Regions from separate parts of the Mus musculus genome. Here all the other regions are linked to region 4. A link is a contact called in public HiChIP or PLAC-seq and promoter capture Hi-C data. All regions are on one chromosome and are shown on one strand. Each heading gives the region's core, a stretch centred on a gene start, on an enhancer-like site or on the middle of the called end of the contact. The rest is flanking DNA. Distances are from core to core; before and after follow the strand shown. Region 1 has its middle 13 kb from the start of Inpp5d. Region 2 holds the start of Ugt1a8 (UDP glucuronosyltransferase 1 family, polypeptide A8). Region 3 overlaps Inpp5d (inositol polyphosphate-5-phosphatase D). Region 4 holds the start of Dgkd (diacylglycerol kinase, delta).

The links. Promoter capture Hi-C pulls out the DNA fragments that hold promoters and counts their contacts. HiChIP or PLAC-seq counts read pairs in DNA pulled down with a chosen protein or histone mark.
Region 1: a contact with region 4 is called in an H3K27ac HiChIP or PLAC-seq map of microglia, with 3 times the contacts expected there. The contact joins the enhancer-like site here to the promoter of Dgkd in region 4. A contact is called at or near these places in 2 of 39 promoter capture datasets (liver and pre-B cells), 1 of 484 Hi-C or Micro-C datasets (the G1E-ER4 cell line), 4 of 115 datasets of contacts at active chromatin or transcription factors (embryonic stem cells, kidney, memory CD8 T cells and 1 more) and 3 of 9 other capture datasets (adipose tissue, liver and macrophages).
Region 2: a contact with region 4 is called in a promoter capture Hi-C map of embryonic stem cells, with 4 times the contacts expected there. The contact joins the promoter of Ugt1a8 here to the promoter of Dgkd in region 4. A contact is called at or near these places in 8 of 39 promoter capture datasets (the 3T3-L1 cell line, 3T3-L1-derived adipocytes, the C10 cell line and 5 more), 2 of 115 datasets of contacts at active chromatin or transcription factors (acute myeloid leukemia and microglia) and 4 of 9 other capture datasets (adipose tissue, liver, macrophages and 1 more).
Region 3: an H3K4me3 HiChIP or PLAC-seq map of pro-B cells shows a contact between it and region 4, with 8 times the contacts expected there. The contact joins the enhancer-like site here to the promoter of Dgkd in region 4. A contact is called at or near these places in 2 of 39 promoter capture datasets (embryonic stem cells and pre-B cells), 1 of 484 Hi-C or Micro-C datasets (the G1E-ER4 cell line), 9 of 115 datasets of contacts at active chromatin or transcription factors (the 230-238 cell line, acute myeloid leukemia, bone marrow-derived macrophages and 6 more) and 3 of 9 other capture datasets (adipose tissue, liver and macrophages).

The regions. Positions count from the first base shown.
Region 1 is chr1:87,605,997-87,609,461 of GRCm38.p6, reverse strand. No RefSeq gene overlaps it. Among named protein-coding and RNA genes, the nearest start is that of Inpp5d, 13 kb to the left of the region's middle. Within about 2 kb of position 1,646, at least 121 of the 459 cell types and tissues checked have an H3K27ac peak or open chromatin away from gene starts, as enhancers often do. A contact at or near this core is called in adipose tissue, memory CD8 T cells and microglia, where this site is marked.
Region 2 is chr1:88,085,913-88,089,176 of GRCm38.p6, reverse strand. Ugt1a8 (UDP glucuronosyltransferase 1 family, polypeptide A8) reads right to left here and starts at 1,349. Exons shown (of 5, transcript NM_001378375.1): 1 at 456-1,349. The coding sequence starts at 1,310. All of the region lies in intron 1 of Ugt1a10 (UDP glycosyltransferase 1 family, polypeptide A10), which reads right to left. All of the region lies in intron 1 of Ugt1a9 (UDP glucuronosyltransferase 1 family, polypeptide A9), which reads right to left.
Region 3 is chr1:87,649,174-87,652,208 of GRCm38.p6, reverse strand. The region is part of intron 2 of Inpp5d (inositol polyphosphate-5-phosphatase D); the gene reads right to left. Among named protein-coding and RNA genes, the nearest start is that of Inpp5d, 30 kb to the right of the region's middle. Within about 2 kb of position 1,303, at least 91 of the 459 cell types and tissues checked have an H3K27ac peak or open chromatin away from gene starts, as enhancers often do. A contact at or near this core is called in the G1E-ER4 cell line, acute myeloid leukemia, adipose tissue and 6 more, where this site is marked.
Region 4 is chr1:87,851,398-87,854,630 of GRCm38.p6, reverse strand. Dgkd (diacylglycerol kinase, delta) reads right to left here and starts at 1,344. Exons shown (of 30, transcript NM_177646.3): 1 at 1,175-1,344. The coding sequence starts at 1,330. It overlaps Gm19582 (predicted gene, 19582), which reads left to right and starts at 332. Exons shown (of 2, transcript NR_136921.1): 1 at 332-660; 2 at 773-1,284.

The DNA.
Region 1 (3,465 bases), core at 397-2,896, 250 kb after region 4:
TTCCCATCTGGCCCCTGCGCTCTTTCCTGTCTATCCACTCCCCTTGCTCATTTCTCTCTCCATCCAGTCTTCTCTCTGCTCCTTCTAGCTGCCACATCTCCTCTAAGTTGCCTCAGTTAGGGCACTGCTCCGTTGGACTATCATCTCGCTTCTCAGTTCCATTTGCATTTCTGCTTCTGGACGAGATCCTCAGGGTGGTCTTTACAAGTCCTACACCAGGCTTTGGACCACATCCTTAAGGTGGTCTTTGCAAGTCCTAGCATCAGGCTTCAGCAGACACAGGTTTCCTTCAAGCTTGCAAAGTTCGTTGCAACTGGTCTTAGAGCACTTGGCTGGCTTCCTGGGAACAGGCTTGCCTTGAGGATGGAACGATGGTAGCCTCAGTTCATCCTATCTCTCCTCCGTATCTCTGAAAACTCTATTGCAGCAGTTCAGATCAGACATGGAATCATACACAGGACCAGGGCCAGAGTCTGAAGGCCAGCCTTGTAACATTTGGCCCATCTGAATCACACTGTATCTCAGGAAAGTGGGGAAGACATCTCTGCTGAAGGGTGAGAGGCAGTGAAGCATGGCTGGCCTGGGGGGTTGTTTAGGATAAGATAGAAATCCTGTGTGACTCAGATGATCAGTGCCCGGAGGGCAGTGCCTTGGCCAGCACAGGATTGGGTAGACTCCTGGCACCCAATGGTGCCACAGAATGCTGGCACAGGGTGTAGCCAGCATCACTAAGAATCACCTCTGGTTAACAACCTTGCTTTGAAGGAGGATAGCATCTTACAAGTACACAGCTTACCCGCAGCTTCTACAACCCTAGGTTAGGGCCTGAGCCTTGCAGTTTCCACCGCCAGGGGGCGCCTTGACCTCTGGCCTCCCCAAGCCTGAACAACATTCAGGTGTCAATCAAGACCAGCTCGTCCCTTTTCAAATAAAGCCAGCAACAGGAACAGACTCCATTTCCCAAGAGGACAAAGAACTCATGATGTCTTGATCCGTGCTTCATGGCATAGTTGAAAACGGGAAACCTGGCTGTGACAGAAAACCAGGCAGTGACAAGATATGGGTGGGATCAAGTGGGTAGGAAGAATTGAGTAAGAACTTGAGCCAGTGTCGCCAGGACTCTTAGGGACAGGGCATAATAGTAATGATACAGTAGTAAATGAAAGAGACAAAAGACAAAAAAAACAAAAAAACAAAAACCTCAAGAACCAAAAAACCACACACAAAACCAACCAACCAACCAATAAAACAACAACAACAAACCAATTTGAAATAACCATCCCAGAAGAACGCTCTGAAGACGCTCAGTCTGGTGGCAGATTCCTAATTCATCTTTTTTTTTCCACCCTGGGACTCCATTCCCTGAGTCAAGCCCCAGACCAGAGGGTCAGCCCACCACAGTTGCCAGGCTACTTACTGCACTGTGCCATGCCTGGACCTCCTCCAACCTGTGTTCTGGTCTCCAGCACTTCCCAAGCGTGAATCACGACAGCCTCCCTTGGCAGGGCCCGCGGCCGCGCTTCCTAAACGCCTTTTCTGCCAACAGCTACCCGCTTTCTGTGGTGATTACGTGTCAGCTGCTCCCTGCTTCAGACTTTTTACCTCTTCCTCTATGCTTCCTCAGCCAGCAGCTATCTTCACTGATCTGCCAAAAACCCTCACTGTGGGTTCCAGAATCTTCTCCCCAGCCCCGTCTTCCTCCTATGCCACCCGCCCTACCCTCAGCCGACTTTGAGTTTCCGGGGTTACACCCTGGTTTAAAAAAAAATGTTTCTGAAATGGCTTTCCACTTTTGTGGGACCGGCTGCTGCCTCACCCTGGGCCATAAGCCTTTTCTGACACCTGCTGAATGCTGTCCATCTTCTTTGCCCCACCTCCTGAGCCTCTACAATAAGCCACGCCTCTAGAGCGCTTGCCCCGCTACAGGCTCCTCTTCCCACTTAACCACCACACTGTCACGTTGTGGGCACTTGTCTTAGATCACGCCCCACAACAGAATATCATGGACGGTGACTCCAACAACGCAACAACAGGTATTTATTTCTTGTCATTTAAAGGGTGGGCATCCACAATCAAGGTTCTGACATTGCTGCTTCTGCTGAGGGCTGTCTTCCTGACTGGCAGGCGGCTACCTTCCATACTTTCCTTTGAACCTACCACCTTTCTGACTTCGTTCGACTTTAGTTGCTACTTAAAAGCACCATCTCCAGAGACAGTCACTTTGGGAGTCACCACAATTCACCCCTTAACAATACCTGGACTGTAGCGATAGATTGCCTCTAGGTGCAAGCACTGCACTAACATTTATGTATGAGTTACCTCGTCCGGGCCACACAGATACTCCTCAAGGCAGACATAACCTCCAACTTCACGCCTGAGAAAGTGAGAACCAGAGAGATTAACCAACCTGCAAATTAGCAGCACACCAGAGCTCCTAGCTCATATCTGAGGATCTCAGAATGGGACTGTGTGCTGTAAGCCTTGAATTAGATAATCAGAACTTTACTGCTAGACTCTGCGATTCCTTTACTCAAAGGTTTCATTCTCCCAGAATCCTCTCCTGTCTGCAAACTCCCAAAGCTCCCCATAGCTCAGACTATTATATCCTGTGACTTCAATGACTTAGGAAACCACTACTGTCCCTCTTTGGTATTTCCTTCCCTTACAGGGACCAGACAGGAGTCCCCTTTACTCTATGCCTGAGTCTTGAATCTTTAGCCAGTTCTATTGATGGTAGCTATAATTGTAGAACACAGGCAAGCAAAATTATGGCCTCCAAATCCTGCTCCACTCCTCTGGCCAGTCCCCAGCCTCTGCTCCACCCCCACCTTCTCCCAGTCTTCACTTCTACACACCCAGTCTCCCTCACTCTTAATGTCCACAACCCCATTTGTGTTTCAGATCCTGGACATCCTCAGAGCCCCTTTCTGCCATCTCTGTCTGAAATATTCCAGCCAGACTCCCTGAACTCCAGAGAAACACAAAAAAACAGGCAGCCCCAGCCCTAGAATAACCCATGTTATGTGTCCAAACAATGTGGTAGCCAGGGACTTCTAGGCCTCCGCTGAGCACCAACCTCCTCCGTTCCCTATCTCCTGTATTCATGCTGCTCTACCCAGCTCACTTCCAGATTCATCAGACTTTAAAATTCTTCACCTCACTGCCCACAAAGAAGAGCAGATCTCCCAGACCACCCTCCTCTGCATCTGCCTTTATTCTCACACACTCTGCTCCTCCAAGGTCACCTTACTACCAAGTTGGGACTGGCTCTCAAATCTCTCATGGTCCTGGCTTTTCTCCTCTCCTCCCCACCCACTCATCCCCTTCATCTTGTGAGAGCAAGCGTGATGGTTCCTATCCTTAAAATCCCTCCCTGCCACAGGTTCTCAGCTTCGGCTATAAATATGAAAGGCTTCCAGCCAGACCAGCTCAATAAAAACCTGCAGGGCAGGCCCTGGGCTTCTC
Region 2 (3,264 bases), core at 100-2,599, 230 kb before region 4:
TAAAGATCACGATAAATTTACTTTAGTGAAGACCATCAATTGTTGGAATGTGAAAAGGGACGGTGAAGACACCTTTGTCCAGGCTAACGCTGCACCTTATTTTAAGGACACAGCTTTGGATGTTTACAGCTGAGGACTATTTGTGAACTACCTCCCCGAGCCTGGGAAGCACACAAAACTCCAGAGTGCTCTTTAAAGGGAGGTAGAGAACGGGAATGAGCAAACCGAAGCTTCATTTCTTACTGTGTTTTTCCGTCTATTTCCAAAAGCAATGATGAATGCAGCCTGGTGATTATGAGAATGTCAGTGGTACACCCACATATCAACAAGCATGGTGAAAAGTCACACTACTGCAATTCTGTTGGAAGGACAACAACAAAACCCAAAGACAACAAATGAATGGCTTCGTCATCCAAAGCCGACTCTCTTCACCTGCTTAAGGAAAAATGATGTACCTTGGAAAGTGGCTTTCCCGGGTGGCAGTTGATCCCGCCAATGTAGACCATGTTGGGCATCACAGGTCTGGGGAACTCCAACACAAAGTCAGTGCGAAACATCCAAATGGACACTGAGCTGAAGAGGTCTGTCATAGTCACTGGGGTCTGCAGAACTTCAGAGGCAATTTCTATAGCAGTTTTGAAAAAATAGGGGCAAAATGCACGTTCCTTCATGTAGGAGAAATAGTTCCACACTCTCTCCTTAAAAGTCATGGTGTCTGCGAATTTTGAGAGAATTCTGGGGACATAAGAAGGAGGACTTGGGCACTGGGCACCCTCATCAAGATAGTGACAAAATATCCCACCGCTGAAGACCACGGACGGGAGAGAAAAGTACTTAGCTATAGTTAAGCCACACACATCGAAAGGATCCAGAAACACAGCATCAAAAGATCTCTGCTTCAAGTACTCCACTAACTTCTTGTCGTTAAACAAACTCCTACAGTGTGAAAACAGTACTTGGAAGAAACCTTTGCCTGAATGCTTCAGTAGTGAGAACATTCCTACTTCTCGATTTTCCCATTGCTTGTGAGCAAAAAAATTGAAGTGGTGGCTTAAATCTTCCAGAGTGTAAGAAACAGAGTAGGTTTTCACTGTAAAATTCTGTGACTTTCCCAGGTGCCAACTCACCTCTGGGATGACTACCACAACCTCATGCCCTCTGTGGCTCAATTTCTCCACAATCATCTTCATGGAGAACCAGTGGCTCCCATCCATGGGCACCACCAGCAGCCTGCCTGCCTGGGCCAAGCCAAAGGCCAACAGCAGGCACACACGGAGAGGAAGAGAGGCTGGAAAAACTGCAGGAGCCATGGGAGAAACACAGCCCAGGAGAATACATGGGCTGGGACTGTGTGTTCTTCTAATTTGGGAAGAGGAAAGCTTGTGGAATCTAGAAAGCCTCCCCCCAGAGGAGGGCGTGGACTCACCTTCATTAAGAAAGTACACTCCCTGACAATGACTGACTTTTGAAAACAATAACAATTGAGCCATTATTGAGATGCCTACTTGTTTGTTTTTCTGATAAGAAGGGCCTATGACCCTTTTCTTGGGCAGAATCACATAACATGAGTTTAGAAATTGTTATGAAGAAATACACTTGACTCTATATCCAAACGTTTTCCCAAGAGGAAGAAAGAAAGTGTCAAAAGAATCTCACATTTTTAGAATTGGTTCCAAAGTAAAATCTGGACACTTTCTTTAGGCCACTACACTGTGTCCCAAAGGGAATTGCTGCCTCTGCTCCCAAGGCCTATGGGGAGGTTCTTAGCACGACCCTTCTGACAGTAAAAAGACTCTGCCAGATGAGCAATGCTGCTGGTCTCGGCATTGCAGAAGAATTCTTATTCCATTGCTAAACTCCTGGAAAGCTGGGATATGCTAAGATAAGCAGCTATAGTATGGATCATGTCAAGGACCTGGTGGCATGTGACTGTCATCTCTCTTACTTTTCATATGTCCAATGCAATGTCACATAGTCTAAAAAGAGGTTGAGACCTCTGCTGTGGGTTTCCCCAAGGGAATCTATGCCATTTTGTTCCACAGTCCCTTGAGTACACCTTGAAGTCAGGACATATGATTCCCTTGTGTATTCATCCTATTTGCACAGTGCCCAGATATGGCTTATCTGGAGAAGAACAAAAAGAATTTGTCTTTAGACTCAACTGCATCATGCAAGTTTTCTATATAGTTTCATGGATAGCTTAGTGGTATATATCAGGTAATAAGGTACATTTAGCAAGAAATTGTATAGTCATCCTGGGAGGGGGTTGATCCTTGTTTGTTCCAAACATTGTCCCTTTTTACCTTAAATGTCACTTTTAATAGATATATACTTAGTCATCTATTTACCTTGGTGACTGGGAAACACTCAGGTGATCATTTTTGAAGACTCAACAATGGCTAGCATGCCATGTCTTGAATCCCAGTACTAGGGAGGCAGAGGCAGGTAGATATTGTGAATTCAAGGCTTGCCTGGTGGACATAGCAAGCTCCAGAACAGCTGGATCTATATAATAGACGCAGCCTCAAAATAAAGCCAACCAAACAAAAAATGGCTAGTATGACATCTAGTTTCTGGTTCAGGAAGACTCAGGCTCAGATTCTCCCAAAGAAAAATAAACTAACAGCTCCCCAAGACCTCACTTTGAAACCATAACAATTGAAAACAAGTCCAGGAAGCATGAATGGTTCACAGAACTTAATGAAATTCAAGTAAAGTAAAAAGGAAGGAACAATTGTCTTACTCGGATCACACCACCCAACTCTTATCCCCAAATCAGGGCAATGAAGATAAGGAGATCATTTACCCTGAACATAAACCTGCTGGCAGAGAGGTGAGCTAGTGTTCATAATACAAAGTCCTTAGTGTTCCCAGAGTTCCTAGGACTGCCCCAGAGATATCTCTGGTGGCCTGGGGGTCACTAGGAGAAAGGACATAGTCATGCCACATGGGGTGAAGCAGAATCAAAAACAAAGAAAGGAAGCAAAATCATACTTCCATGGCACCCTGGTATCACTCATCAGCTATGGAACCTGTCCAGAGATAACTACTAAACCCTAGCCCATCTACAAAACCAGCCTGGTCAGTCTCCATAGGCATAGGAAGACAGTTAGCATCACTTTTTATTCTTCTGTGTTTCTAACATATCCCAGAGCATAGTTTGACTTCCCTGGATAAACAAGGAGCTGCCATTCCTGACCACTTCAGAAGAGTGTGGGGGCTGGCAGTGATGGTTCCTCCTGGTCCTCACCTTGATCAGATCTT
Region 3 (3,035 bases), core at 54-2,553, 200 kb after region 4:
GAGAGGAAAGAGAGAAGATGGAATGTGGAGAAGTTACCATGGGGTAGGTGAATTATAGAAACATGGCCATGCTGGCCACTTGGAGTTAAGAGTGGCCCAGATGGAACATGGCAAGTGACAACTCGGGGTTATGGGTAGGGAAGTAGATTCAGATGGTTTAGAGGGTAGATATCTACCCAGCTCTAGTGCATTAAAAGCTTATTATAAATAATCATGTTGTGTGTCTTTTATCTGGGAATTGAATGATCAAAGACAGGGTAGAAACCCAGACTGAGATTAAATGTTGTCTACAACATGACTCCATAAAATCAGGCTGTAAGCAATCCTATAAGGCATTTTCTCGATTAGTGGTTGATGGGGGAAGAGCCAAGCCCATTGTGGGTGGGGTCATCCCTGGGCTGGTGGTCCTGGGTTCTATAAGAAAAGCAGACTGAGCAAGCCATGAGAAACAAGCCAGTAAGCAGCACCTCCGTGGCCTCTGCATCAGCTCCTGTCTCCAGGCTCCTGTCCTGTTGAAGTTCCTGTCCTGGCTTCCTTCAATGAGGAACTGTGATGTGGAAGTGTAAGCCAAATAAGTCCTTTCCTCCTCAACTTGCTTTTGGTAATGGTGTTTCTCCATGACAACAGAAACCCCAACTAGGAAAATGAGGCTCTGATCAAGATGCTCAAAGTCTAGAGTCAGGACTTTGTCAGCTCTTCCAATTTGAGTTTATATCACACTGTCCAGGGTTATTACCCATGGTTCCACTGACTTCAATCCCAAGCAGCCATTCTAGTGGGCGTCTTATTGGGAATATTGACACCACAGACACTGGCAGAAGATTGGGGGCATTGTTTTCCTTATAGGAGAATAGCTCTCAGATGTTTGTCACCTCATGTGTCATAGGGAGTGACATCAGCCATTCTAACAGCATCATCTCCTACGGACTGGGCTTCCTGTCTATACCTGGTTTTCCTTCTGCATGACCCCAGGATTAGAAGGCAACATTGAATCCTGAAGAAATTACAGTGGTCACAAAAAGGTTAATAACTTCTGGGGCAATGCAGAGGGCAAGGAGCATTCATCAAGGACAAAGATTTTCCAACTTAAAGATGGCAAAGGCCCAGACCAAAACAGGAAGTTTCCAGCTTGCCGTGGTGGGTGGTGGGATTGTCTGAGGCTGAGAAGAGCCGGAAAGGGACAAGAACAAAGTGTTCTCTGCTTGGCAAGCTGTCATGATAGCATGGGTCCATCAGCTCCTCAGCATGGCACGCCCCAGACCTCTGGAGGCCAGAAGTTCAGTTAGGTAGACTTTGATAAACACCAGCCTTTAGAGGAACCGAAAGTTACCTCTGACGCCTCTTGCTGCTCCAAGGAACTGAGCAAGACACAGTCTAGCCTGAGATCCAAGGCAGGCAAACAGATGCAGTTACACCTGCTGCTGTGACGCCCAAGCTCCATCCCAGGGAAGGAAGAGACCTCTGAGCAAGAGAACTGGGCCTTGGGGGAGGGGAGGCCTAAAGGGAAGGGCAGATCGGGGAAGTTGTGACTTTCACAATGGGTGAGAAGGCTTACTCTGCAGTTCACAGTTTGGTGGGGTTATGTGCGTCTTGGGTAAGGTTTCAGGTCGGGGCAATCTGCCAAAGCAGGGTCTATGAGAAAATGCAAAGCATGTAGCGGTCTAGGGGACAGTGGGTGTGCAATGGGGACCAATCCAGTCAGTGAAACATGGTTTTAAGGATTAGGCTCTTTATTAAATCTTTTAGATTTATATATATTAATTATACAGAAAAAACAGCTTTATTGTGAGGTTTTCACACACACACACACACACACACACATTTTGTTCACATTTACCTCCTATGACCCTCTGTTGTCCCCCTCACATACCTGCTGATCTCTTTCTGTTTCTAATCCCCTCTTTTATCTCTCATTTATGCAGTGTGGGTTCGCGCACGCGTGTGCACATGAGAGCAAGCGCATGCATGCATGCACACACACATATGCCGATGAGTTTAGTTTGGGTTGTTCATAAGAGAGCATAGATGAGAGGTTATTGACAGGAGCATGGATGCCTGGCCAGTAGCTACACCACTGGAGAAACTGACTGCCTCCCCTGGTATTGTTAACCACCGACAGATCTTCAGGGGGTGATGGGACCGCACAAGTCCCTCCCCCTTCCCCCATAAGAAGATCCTTTTCTGTATCAGAAGCAGAACAGTCCTGGGGTGAGATGGTAGGCAAGGAGGGAACAAGCCCAAGCTCATTGGAGCCCCCCCCCCCTCTCCCTGCAAAGGAGCTAAGAACTTCAAATAATTATGTGGAAAAAAAAAATCTGTTAATTTTAAGAACTGTTTCTCACTGGTCCATACTTAAAGAAAACCATGTGTCAGATAACCAACAGTGCTAAGCCTTGATGGCTACAACATCACAGCAGCCACCTGCCTGCCACCATCAAGCTCATCTATGTAGATTTGGGCAAAGCATCTTGTGAGATTCATTCATCAGCTGTTGAGGACCACCCAGAAAAAAGACCAGCTCAGTCAGATCCCAGTCAAGTCAGAACAGACATACGTCTCTCCATGCCATCAGCTGTTCACACCAGACGTGGGCTTACAGGGTTGCCAGTCAGCTAGGAGGCATCTCCACCCTTCTGGGTGACAGAAGCACAAGCAGACCCTGGGTGATCTGAATATGCTAGACCAGACAATGGGAAGTTTATGAGAAAACCAAGCTGGGGCTCTGCATCGAGGTAGGAAAAAGTGCACACAAGGAAGATAAGAGTAAGCGCAGTGTAAATAAAAGGGCCTTCCCTTCCCAGAGGTAGGGTGGGTCAAGCTGAGCTCTTAGGAGAGTGCTGAATGGGAGAGGAAGTGAACTCTGCAGCACTGGGCTCCTAAGGTCCTTTGGGAAAGGGAGAGTACATCATAGGTTAGGGTGGACATGCAGAATGGTGGCTAGAACTCTCCTTGTGAGAGGAAGAACCAGCTGGGGTAGGAATGGTCCTAGGAGTCAGATGTCTTTCTCCTTTAAGGAGCATATTGTGGGATGCACA
Region 4 (3,233 bases), core at 95-2,594:
GACTCAATGCAATTTCGGAGGAGTCCACCGTCCCCACCGCGATCCTGGCCTTCACTCACCATTCCCCTCAGTCAGAGAGTCTGATCTGCCTCACACCACTACCTATCTTAAGGACCAAGCACTAGGAAAGGGCATTTCCATTAGTATCAAGGCTCCTTAAACTTGTTCCTGGGGCTGTAATTGTTATAGCTAGAATAACACAGGTGTTAGGTCCCGTGTGCTGAATGACTTGGGTACCACATAACAAATGGACCACGTCAGCACCTAAATGGCACCCCAATCCCCAACCCCGGCAAGTAACAGAGGGTGGCAGATGATCAAGCAAGAAATGGTTTTTCCAGTAAAGGGTAACTAACTGGCCTCGGAGGAAAAGCGCACTGCAGCAGGATGAGCAAGCCCGTGCCAGCCGGAACTGCCAAGGCTGCCCCACGGTGGCAACCTGCTAGCCACCACCTGTCCAGCCACCTGCCTGAGGAAGCCCTTCCAACAAGGAGGGCTCACCTCGGCAAGAAACCATACGCAGTTTTCAAGAGGAACCAGAAAGGAAAAGCAAAGGGTGCAACTTTATTCTTAGGGAAAGACAACAAAAAGGCATGTGTCTCTCTGCACTGCAACCCGAGCGGCTGGAGTTCTCCACGGAGAGAGTTCTGAGCCCAGCGGGTGAGGAGTCCCGGCTTTCCCAAGGAGGGAGGAGGGTGAAAGGGAGGAAGAGAGGGAGGGAGAGAGGGAGAAGCGGCCACTACACGCGCATCCCTTCCCTTTCGGAACATAGGGGTGAGGACCCCGCAGCGGGCTGAGCAGTGGAGGGAGAGCCTGACGCAGGTGAGTACGGGAAGCTGCACCCGGTGCTCAGACCTACAGACCCCCCAGGCCTCGGGGAGCACGCGCCTGCGGCCCCCGCAGCGGTCCCCGCAGCGGCCCCAGCAGCACGCCGGGCCTCGGTCTCCTCAGCGGCGGCGCCCACCTGCGCCCAGTCCCCGCAGACCGGTCCCCGCGGCCCCGTCCTCGCGGCCCGGTCCCCGCGGTCCGTTAAGCCGCGGCGCGCTCGGCCCCGTAGCAGCGACCGCAGGACCTCGGGCCCGGCAGGGCCTGGGCGGCCGCTCGCACACGGTCACGGGCCTCGGCAGGGACCGCGGCGTGAGGGGCGCGCGCCCGGCCGACGCCGCGGGCTCACCTTCTGCCGGATCTGGCCCGACGTGGACACCTTACGGATAAGCTTCTGCGGGGAGCCCGGCTCAGCCTCGGGTTCACTGTCGGACGACTCCTCAGGCGGCGGCGGCGGAGGTGGCTGAGGAGGACCCGGCGGAGGGGCGCCCGCCGCCGCCGCCATGCTGCCCGGCCAGCGCGCGCGCCGCGGGGGGGCGGGGCGGGGCGGGGATGGGATGGGCCCAGCGCCTGGGGCGGAGCCTGGGCGGGGCGGGGCCTAGAGGCCGGCCGCCCCACCCCACCGCGCCCCCATAGGCAGTGGGCGCAGACGTAGGCTTGCCGGGCCCTTGCTGGGTTGTTTCGGCCTGACCCATCTCTTTCCTTCTGATGTCTTCTGTCGTTTTCTTCTTGGAACACAATTTCTAGTTTTTGTCTCTGAGTACACTGTTTTATCACTCATACCCGAGTGTAAGTGATCTCTAGGAGGCCGCTGGACTATGTTGGTGAAACAGTTTACAGAGTGCGTGAAAGTACACCCAGAGGGAGAACTTCTGTTAAGGCCACTGTTAAGGAAAGATGGAGAACCGGGGAACCGTGTTGTAGGCAGAGGCTAGATCTGTGCAAAGGCCCAGAGGCAAAAAGAAAAAAGAAAGGAAGGAAGGGATTTAGAGGGGCTTAGAGGGAGGAAAATGGGACTAGGACAGGAACTGGAGAGCTTTGGGATCGAGGCTCTGAGGACCAGATACGGGATTGGCCTTTTCTGCTGAGACCTGAGGGCAGCAAGAAACCCGGTTGGAGTTGGGGGAGTAAAGAGGTAGATAAGCTGAGCCTGGCTGGGTCACAAAGCGGAGGATCTATGAAGTATTAAGGCAAATAGGCACTCTGAATTACTGGCTGGGGCTGAGAGATAGAGAAGGGAACTGAGATTCAGAAGGGAGGGATGGGGTACTAGAGAGACATAGCAGAATGAACTCTGAGCCAAAGGAGGACCCTATGCAGTTAGAAAAGGAGTGGCTTCCGTTTGGAGTTTTGTTTTTTTGTTGTTTTGTTTTGTTTGGGCATATTGAGATGGAAAAGGACTTGGGGCCAACCAGGACAATGTGCTACCTTCCTGCTCTGCTCTGCTCTAAGAGGCAAGTCAGCAGAGGACCACCTTGGCTATCCCTTCACCCTTTCAGAGGCTGCTGCTGGAGACCCACCAATCAGCAAGCTTTGGGCCTCTGGACAACTGGACAACTCATTCTAGTGGCAATACAAGTCAGATACCACCAGGAACCACAGGAGGTTCCTAATCTGGCACAAAGATGAGGCCAGGATACTGACCTCCCAACCAGTACAGAGGATGACTTTTGTGAAAAAGATCTGAGATGCCTGGATGAACCAGGACACACTCCACCTATGCTGTAGCCACTGGCTACATACAAGTACTTATATTTAAATTCCTATTAACTAGTACCAGCCTAGGCTAAAGAATGACATTTAAGAAAAGAAAAGAGAAAAAGAAAAAGAAAAAGAACCAAGCTGGGCAGTGGTGGTGCACGCCTTTAATCCCAGCACTCAGGAGCCAAAGCCAGCAGATCTCTGAGTTCAAGGCCAGCCTGATCTACAGACTCAGTTCCAGGACAGCCAGGGCTACACAGAGGAGACCCTGTCTCAAAGAAAACAAAAACAACAAAATTTCAGTTCCTCAGTGACACTAGTCAACATTTGCAGCACTGAATGGCCTCATATGGCTTGGCAGCTACCATAGTGTATGTACTTCTAACACAGACAGATTCTATAGCACTTGATAGTGACAACTGCCCATACTGAGCTCCTGTGCATGCAGGATGAAACACACAGCCCTCAGCCATACCCCACGAACCAAAAGGAAACGGAGCCCCTGCCATGGAAGTCTCAGGTATCACTCCCCTAAGGATGCTAGGGAGGCAGGATGTGAACTCAGACCAACTGATTTCCTCTGTCTGGGTACTACAGGGTTGGTCTCCCAGGAAGTCAAGGCCTGGGGGAAGTTCATAAGTAGAGCATGGGCAGAGAGGCAGAGTGTATGTGGCCGAAGGAAGTTTCCCATGAATCATTACTGAAGT